Regions from separate parts of the Zea mays genome. Here all the other regions are linked to region 2. The links are chromatin contacts, called in public Hi-C maps. All regions are on one chromosome and are shown on one strand. Each heading gives the region's core, a stretch centred on a gene start, on an enhancer-like site or on the middle of the called end of the contact. The rest is flanking DNA. Distances are from core to core; before and after follow the strand shown.

Evidence for each region. Hi-C and Micro-C count contacts between places; a contact is called where the count stands out from the background.
Region 1: a Hi-C map of leaf shows a contact between it and region 2, with 3 times the contacts expected there. The contact joins the enhancer-like site here to the promoter of LOC100502415 in region 2. A contact is called at or near these places in 6 of 25 Hi-C or Micro-C datasets (bundle sheath, ear, leaf and 1 more).
Region 3: a contact with region 2 is called in a Hi-C map of bundle sheath, with 2.6 times the contacts expected there. The contact joins the enhancer-like site here to the promoter of LOC100502415 in region 2. A contact is called at or near these places in 2 of 25 Hi-C or Micro-C datasets (bundle sheath and leaf).

The regions. Positions count from the first base shown.
Region 1 is chr7:126,135,344-126,138,069 of Zm-B73-REFERENCE-NAM-5.0, forward strand. No RefSeq gene overlaps it. Among protein-coding and RNA genes, the nearest start is that of LOC107126293, 19 kb to the left of the region's middle. Within about 2 kb of position 1,353, at least 19 of the 20 cell types and tissues checked have an H3K27ac peak or open chromatin away from gene starts, as enhancers often do. A contact at or near this core is called in bundle sheath, ear, leaf and 1 more, where this site is marked.
Region 2 is chr7:126,370,420-126,373,511 of Zm-B73-REFERENCE-NAM-5.0, forward strand. It overlaps LOC100502415, which reads left to right and starts at 1,563. Exons shown (of 14, transcript NM_001365550.1): 1 at 1,563-2,598; 2 at 2,742-2,901; 3 at 3,088-3,092. The coding sequence starts at 1,890.
Region 3 is chr7:126,201,381-126,204,429 of Zm-B73-REFERENCE-NAM-5.0, forward strand. No RefSeq gene overlaps it. Among protein-coding and RNA genes, the nearest start is that of LOC107126293, 85 kb to the left of the region's middle. Within about 2 kb of position 1,516, at least 11 of the 20 cell types and tissues checked have an H3K27ac peak or open chromatin away from gene starts, as enhancers often do. A contact at or near this core is called in bundle sheath and leaf, where this site is marked.

The DNA of each region.
Region 1 (2,726 bases), core at 103-2,602, 240 kb before region 2:
GGCTGAGGGTAGACCTTTTACACCTGTATAATCTACACACTTGGGCAAACTAGTTAGTCCAATTATTTGTGTTGGGCAATTCAACCACCAAAAATTATTTAGGAACTAGGTGTAAGCCTAATTCCCTTTCACCACTCCAGGTACTTCTCCAATTTAGTCTTTAGGTGACTCGCAACCTCGCTTCTATCGTAGCAATACATATAGATAGGCAAAGAGCAGGTAAAATAACATTACACCAAAACATAGAAATAAACAACGTAAGAATATTCTACGCGCTGCTATGAGATTGTATTCTCGAGAACCACTAAAATCGGAGTTGCGGTTAAAAAGATATAGTTTTCGGAAGATTTATATGATTAAATAGGAAAACTATGCTCTATATGTATTGATATAAATCATATGAGAAATATATTCTAAATAGATAACTATTTCAACTTTAGTCTAAGATATAAATTTATTAGAGATCATATTTTAGTCATATTATAATTATAGACAACATTGAAATATTACTTTAGATTTACTTAGAAAAAGTTAATCCAACGAACATAGGTCAAAAATATAGTTAGTTACTTTTTAGAACATATTACATAAAATAAGGTTACTAAAGTGTAAACAATATTAATACGAGTCTAACACAACTTAAACGAGTCAAATCGGAGTTAAAATGAATTATTTATGGATTTCCTAAGATCTCAGAATTATTTTTATACTAAAATACATTGTCTATATTCATTTATTATTTTCCTGGTATGCTTTCGGGCTGCAGCCACTATTATTGCAGAGTTCAGGGGCTAATTCCTAAAGAATTGGACTCGTTTGTAAGGTTCTTTGAACTAAGTAGGACTGCGAGTTGATTTCTTAAAAGTTTATGGACTCTTAAATAAAAATACCCCAGCGAAGGGGTATCCCCGAGTCTGAGCCGCCCGATTATTCTTCAACTGTCCAGATTAGATCGCCAACGTACGCAAACCAGGACCACACATCGCCATATCTATGGGCCATAATAGATGGACAAAGCGGTACACTTTTACGTCCCATACATCCAAGATCTACGGTCACAGGAGAAACAGCCGAATCGTTATTTTACGATCCAATTTCCACCGTTCGTTTTCGATCCAACGTTTCTTCCTCGCTCTTCTTCCCCAGACGGCGCTCAGACGACGGAGCAGCAGCCCCGCGGCGGCACGGCTTGCCGGCACCACGCACGACAGCAACTCCGGAGCCCCAATCATGACTCGTACCGGTGCATAACATAATACAGAAGCTAGTGTACTGGATAATTGCATCCTTACCAGTGTTCGGACGATAGTGGGCTCGGCCCACGAAGCGGTGCGGTTCCACGGCGGCGCCAGGACCACGGCGACGAATTCCCCATGCTCCGACTAATCTTCGCACTCGCCAAAGCTTCCTACAGACTCCACATCCCTCAGTGAACCTCTACAACATCTCACCAAGGACTGGGCTGGGCACAACACGAGTTCGACAGCGGCGGCCCGCGGCTGGGTTCTTCTCTCACCCCTCTCGTCTCTCTGGTGCTATGCGTTTGGGTGGCCAGGGAGTCGCAGGGGCTTTATATCCTGGAGTCGAAGGGAATCCTCTCGGTAGTTTGTTACAGCATGCATGGATCAAACTAGGACGAATAACTGGCGATTGGATCCTATAGATTAGTGAAAGAAACGTGTGATCGCGTACTGGCCGAGGCAATAAAATCTCCTGGTAGAGGTCGTTGGTTCTCGGCGAGAGAAATCTAGGCGGAACTCTGATCCACGTTTCAATCTCGATAGAAGATGAACTGGTCCAAGAACCCCACACGACTGAGACTCATTGGATGATGTCATCTATGATCTTCATGATGATGCAGCATTCGGCTAGAGGAATAAAGAAATGGGAAAAAGGCAAGGGGATATGGGCTGCCGTTAGGGAAAGATGAATGGGCTGGGAAATCCGGCTAGTTTCACCATTTTTTTTCCAATTTCTATTTTATTTTCTAATTTCTGTTTTTGTTCTATTTTAGATTCAAGTCAATTTTCGGTTCACAAATTCAAATTCAAATTCAATCTTTAACGCAACAATAAAAATCTCAGCATGTATGCAATGTTAAATTCTCATTTTAGTTATTTATTCATTTAGATAAATACTTCTCCATATACAATTCATGAATGGAATAATTCGTTCAAACAAATAAATTAAAAATCTCTTTTTTGTTTCAAACCATATTTCGGTCTCAATTTTTTTAAAAATTGAATTTGAAAAGTTAACATTTAATATACCACTTATTTATTCTAGGAAAGTAATTCCAAAAGTAGGAAGACCCTTGTAAAAACATTTTGATCCGATTCTTTTTAGTTTTTTTCTCTAAGCCCTAAAATAAGATTTTAGGGTGTTACATTCTCTCATTATTTCTTATGATTTTTTTCTGGTTGCCAAGCCATGGTTGGGAAACTTGGAACTCTCATAAAAATAATGCGACCACGAGTGTTGTCTTGGCTCTGGATTTGATAAATAGCTTTATAGACTTAGTGCTTAGGAACCTTACCTGAAAGATGGTCAAAAGGGGGCGGCTGTGGTTTGGTGGCAGATGACATTAACATGGGATGGTAGTCTTGGCTAAGGTGCCTCACCTAGAGGGTCACCAACGCTGACGTGGAAACCTTAGCGAGTGGCTTTGTACTAAGAATATTTTGTGAAAGCCTCATAGTGAATTTCTAGCCATTCACCTCGGCAGT
Region 2 (3,092 bases), core at 313-2,812:
AGAGATGGCTAGTTGGACAACCTCATGTCTTATTTTTAGAGCTATTACACATCCCAACGTGCATCCAGTGGTCATGGGCTCTTCACGACTTTGCTTTGCCTTGACGCAAGGTTCACGATGATGCCATATACCTCCTCATGTTTCCACCAAAATTTTAATCAGGTTTTGAGACCAAAAACCAAGAAATTGTTTGCTCGATGATTTTGAGGCCCAAACCACTATACGCCTCATGAGTAGCATACATGATACACTCAGTTCATGATCTCGACACGTGTCACCGACAGCCCATGATTGCCTAATCACCAAGTCATATAATGTATTTGCTTGACTTGGTTAACATGATATGTTCCTCCATCTACCTTTTGCACTTGTTGATTCACTAGGTGTCAACCATCACGCTCATTGCTTCGGTTTCTCCAATTCCTCAATTGAAGTCTGAGCGTCCGTCCTCCACCACTCTAGTCCATCAGCATGAACTCACTTAACCTCATCTATGTGCTTCACACCTACACATCACGAGTCAAGAGTTGTATTGTACAACATTATACTCACTACATGAGGTTAGTCAACACTAAACTAAAACCAATCATCGATAATCAGTTATTGTACTTAAATACCATGGGTAAATATCAACTACATATTTATATTTTTATATTCAGTTATTAGTTATATACAATGTAGCTCGTTCAGCAAAGCACAATATTGCTACATGGCACCACACAAAGGTATTAACATTAGATACCTTTGTGTTATATCACTTTTTTGTTACTATTATGCTCAGCAAAGTTTTTTTTATAGTTCCATGCAATACCATGGTATTTAACAAGACTTTGATATTTTATACAGAAAGATGTTTGGTAAATGTTTTAAAAACTATATATTAAAAACCACATTATTATGAATACTATAGTAAAACCATAGTATTGAAAAATTTGGTCTAGACCAATGTCTTTCCTTGTTGCGTGTGAAACTATGGTATTGCAAAATTATGGTATTGAAATATTTTGTTTATGATATAGCATTAAAAAAATTAGTATTGTAAAACTGTGGTATTAAAAAACTTTGCTTCTAAACAGATGCTACATGATATCAGTTTATTTAATGACTATAAAACTATTACGAAACTTTGTAACCTTATTGAGGCTGACCTTAGCAAATCTGTATCTACTCGCACCATAATCCGCCAATCCGAAACGACCCTTCCTTTGCGTGTTTGAAGCTCACCACTCACACCATAAACAGTGGACCATGCTGGATTTTGGTCTGATTTTGCCAACAAGGAACGCGCCGCGCCGCACTGACCACCGCATCTCGCTCGTTTGGAAGCGTCTGTCTGAGGTTCTCCAAATCCACATCAGACCAGCCCACCGACCGCGTCTCCCACGTCCGAACCGAGCACCGCATCGCAAACTCGTGGCGCATGGAGCTTCGTTTTGGGGTGTGCCGCACCCACCCACCCACCCAGCCCAGCCCAGTCACAGCCTTGCCTCCAAAAAGCGCTGCTCGCTTCGGCACTCGTTGATAAAGCGGCTAGCCGAGCGCCGTGGCAGAACCGCGGAACGCAATAGCCAATAGGTAGCGGAGCACCGCACCGCGAAGCAAACGAGAGGGGAAAAAAAAGCACGAGGAGGCCGCGCCCGCGAAGGAATCACTTGCCCGGGCGTGGGCCGCCCACCGGCCACCGCCCAGCCGCTGCCGCAGTGCCGCCCGCCTGCCTGCCTGCCTGGTGCGGTGGTGCCTGCCCACGGGAACGGGATAGCTGGCTGACGGACGCATTGCGGAGCGGACTGGGAGACTACGGGTAAGATAATAAAAGGGCCAGGCGTGGCGGGGCGCAACCACCGCTGTGCCTCGGAGAGGAGGACAGCTCTCGCGCCGCGGCTGCCGCCATGTGGACGCCGTCGCGCGGGAGCAACGCCCGGCGCAGCGGCCACCGCCGCATCGCGGACTACCTGGCGGACGACCAGACCACCACCACAGCCACCGACGCCTCCGACAACGAGTCCTACACTACCGCCTATGGGGAGGAGTTCTTCGCCGCCGCCGCCGCCGGGAGCGGCGGCGCCGGCGGCATGCTGCCGGCATTCCTGGCGGACCAGGGGGACCTGGTGGAGGTCATGCTGGAGCTGGACGAGGAGTCCATGGTGGTGCGCAGCGTCACGCCCACCAGCGCGGCGCTCTACGGCGCCGCCTCCCTCCCGGCGCCGCCGTCCGCGGGGGTCCTCGGGGTGTCGCCGTCGCCGCGCCGCGCGCCTTCGGAGGGCGGCGGCCGCCTGAGCCGGTGCTCGTCGACGTCGTCGCGGATACGGAAGAAGTTCGCGTGGCTCCGGTCGCCGTCGCCCTCCCCGTCCCCGTACCGCCCCACGCCCGCCGAGCTTCAGCGGGAGGCCGCCATGGCGGCGCGCGAGCGGCGGCGGGAGCAGGCGCAGCTCAACCGGTCCCGCGCCGGCGCCAGGCGCGCGCTCAAGGGCCTCCGCTTCATCAGCCGCACCACGGGCTCCGTCGAGGCCGCCGAGCTCTGGCGCCGCGTCGAGGAGCGCTTCAACGACCTCGCCCGCGAAGGGCTGCTCTCCCGCGACGACTTCGGCGAATGCATCGGTACGGCCACACTCGACGCCGCTGCTGCTTCTTGCCTGCAGTTCACATTGTTATCCTCCGCACACGCGAGGAAACAGCTCGATCCTACTGTAATTGCGACGTCCTTATCCGCGATCTTATGGCGCTCCACGCCCAAACTGCAGGAATGGTGGACTCCAAGGAGTTCGCGGTGGGCATCTTCGACGCGCTGGCGCGGCGGCGGCGGCAGAACCTGGAGCGGATCACCAAGGAGGAGCTCTACGACTTCTGGCTCCAGATCTCCGATCAGAGCTTCGACGCGCGGCTCCAGATCTTCTTCGACATGTACTGAGCTAAATTTCACGCGCCCCCATTTCTCTTCCTTTCCCCGGGTCCCAAGTAAAGTAACGTCACAAATCGATCCGTCCCAATTCCCGGTGCGTGCGCACCTGCACTACGCTTTGCGCCCCCGCAGATTCTTGACAGTAAGCTTTCTTCTCCTTCTGGTGCCGTTCTCGGTCCCAAATTCAGGGTGG
Region 3 (3,049 bases), core at 266-2,765, 170 kb before region 2:
ACAAATAAAAAAGGTGTATACTGGTCACTTTGCCGAGTGTGACACTCGATAAAAAGGTGCTTTGGCGAGTGTCAGGGTCATAACACTCGGCAAAAGAAGCATGCTTTGCCGAGTGCCATACCAAGCACTCGGCAAAGTACCTGACATGGGGACCCCCTCTGGCGGATTCTTTGCCGAGTGCTGTCAGGCCGACACTCAGCAAAGACGCCGTCTCTGTCAACCCGACGCTGTAACGGCTGCTTGCTGAGTGCCTGATAAAAAGTACTCGGCAAAGAAGGCTTTGCCAATGCACTGTATGTCGAGCCCTCTTTGCCGAGTGCGACACTCGGCAAAGCCTTTGCCGAGTGTTTTTAAGGCTTTGCCGAGTGCTTCAGGCACTCGGCAAAGCCGACGATTCCGGTAGTGACTTAGTAACTGCTAATAAAATTTGACCAACTTATTAAAAGCGGTGCTCAGATTTAACCATTATTTGTTGATTAGCCTTACATTACACATGAGCCCCCACCATAAGTGAGTTTATGCACATTATTCCTCACACTTGTTGAGCGATGAACTTTTGTGAGCTCACTCTTGCGATAACCCCTCACCCCCACAGGTGAAGAGCAGGTGGCCCTAGAGGAGGACTACTATGATAGGTTCGACGAGGTCTAGGTATCATCTCTCAATCAGCTTGATGGTGCCGAGAAAATAATAATAGTTCAATTTATTTATTACCGTTTATTTTGTAAGACATTTCCGCTATGTAATAAAATTTGTAATATTTATCTCTATACAGTGATTCATTGTATGTGTTGATCTTTTTTGACGCACATATGAGACGCACTCGAGTTTACCTTTTAAATCCGGGTGTCACATATTATTACTATGTGAATCATAGAGGTGCATACGCGAAAAAAAATGTTTTCCGAATAGACACGCCTTTATGCGAGGAAAGCGGACTCCTGAGACGACAGAGACGTCCTTGCTGTTGCTACTTGTGATCGTCGTTGAACCAGAGATGGCATCAGAATAAACAAACACAATATCCATGTTTCAGTTCCCTAGTACCTGAGAATCGTGGCAGAGACAACACTTGGAAGGAGGCCCCGGCCCGCCCTGGTGACCCAGGTTTGCTCTCTGTCTGTCCGCCTGTTGTTTTCGCTCGGGAAAGGGAAACAAAAAAATCAGATGGAGTTGTCCCTTCTGTAAGCGAACACTGTTTCTGTTTCTTCTCTAGGTGTTGTCGCTTGAGAGGTACTATCACCTGCCAGCTGAAGTTAGTTTCCCTCCTGATGCTTAAACAATGCTAGTAGCAGTTTCTTGGCGACGTATTTTGCGCCCTCTTTGTCTGCTTTTTTTCGGGCTTTCTAAAAAAAATAATTATGTCCTGTGGTCAGCGTTTGCGACATCGACATCCCAAGATTTGAGATTTCGCCGTCCGTCCGAATATTTGGCCATGGTGGTGGCATGGCCATTACTGTCGCTGGCTGCATCCTGAATTGTGGACGTGGACACTTGGATTTGGACGTGCTTGATTTTTTGTGTGCGCCTTGTTGTGTACTTATTATAGTGCTGTTTATTTGCCACACAGCTGACGTGACAAGCTGCTGTTCTGGAGCTGCTGGTTGTGTCGCCGTCATCTAGAAGCAATTCTTTCTACAAATACTTTATGTTTTCGAGCTTCAGTTATTTTTAAGGTTTATTTTGTTGAGCTGTCTCGGTAATTTATGCGGGTGTGCAGGTGCAGCTCAGGTCCGGGGCAGAAGTGATCATGGCGCGCCCTCGTGGGTCGTGGCCGTTAATCCAGATATAAGGTATTCGTACAGTACAAGAACATATTTTAACTTTGTTCAATCGTAGTGTCAAAAAAAGAAACTGTTCAATCGTTTCATTCCTGGAAATTTCCAGTTGCCCCTATGGCTATATGGGGTTGGATTCGTGGTTACTGCTTGATTCGGGTTAGAAAGTTGGCAACTTGGCAAGGGACAGGACAACTAACCTCTGCATGCTTTCTCGTAGACCGTAACGTCAGTTCACTTTCACCATAATGCGATATGAGAAGTGCCATTAGGAGTCAGTCGCGTTTTGGTGAAGTGTTATTACTGTCGGTGTGTGTGACGCTGGTTCCCACGCTGGTCTGTATCAACTAATGACGTGGGTTGCGCGTCGGTCGGTATTAACCACGTTAGGTTTGTTGAAGAATAAAAAGGCGACAGTGATCTCATCCTAGAGTAACAAGAAGTCTCCAGAAGATTAGCGGTTATTATATCTCCCCCTAATCCTAATTAACCATAATGTACATGTGATTAAATGGTTAAGCAGGTGTTGCTTCGGCCGAACAGATGCAATGTTCAGGATGTATAAATACTTTTCACTATTGATGCAATAGAACGTACGATTCACTTTTCAACTACACATCCATTCACATTTCAATACGTTATCACGCACGTCTCCAACCGCTGAGAAAGGCCACCGTCGACATCAACAAAACAAAGAAGGACTCGCCGGCCGACCACCGTCGTCGACATCATCGAAGCAGAAAAGACAGTGAGAAATCCGGCGAGGGAGAAAGGACAAGGTAACACAATAAATCGATGGTTATACCTTGTAGGCCAAATGCAAGGAATAAAGGAATTTGAGGAACTTGCTATCGATGGTAGCAATTATCTCGCATGGGCATCAGATATCAAAATTGGTTTTGCATCTAGAGAGATTTTACATACCATTAATGCACCTGACGCAAACAGTCCAAATATAACTGATATTACAAAGTACACTGCATTACTCTTGTTAAGGACTTCCATCCATAAAGATCTCAAAAAAGAATATCTTTTGGAAGAAAATCCTCGAAACCTATGGGTCTCACCACAAAAACGTTATGAACAACAAAAGGAAATTATATGTCCTGAAGCACAACATGAGTGTAATCACCTACGCTTACAAGATTTTAAGTCTATAACTGATTACAATCATACAGTTCATAACATATGCACAAGGTAGAAATTTTGTGAAAAAGAACCAACGGATGCAGAAAAGATACAACAAACTTTATCTACTATGCACTCGTCAC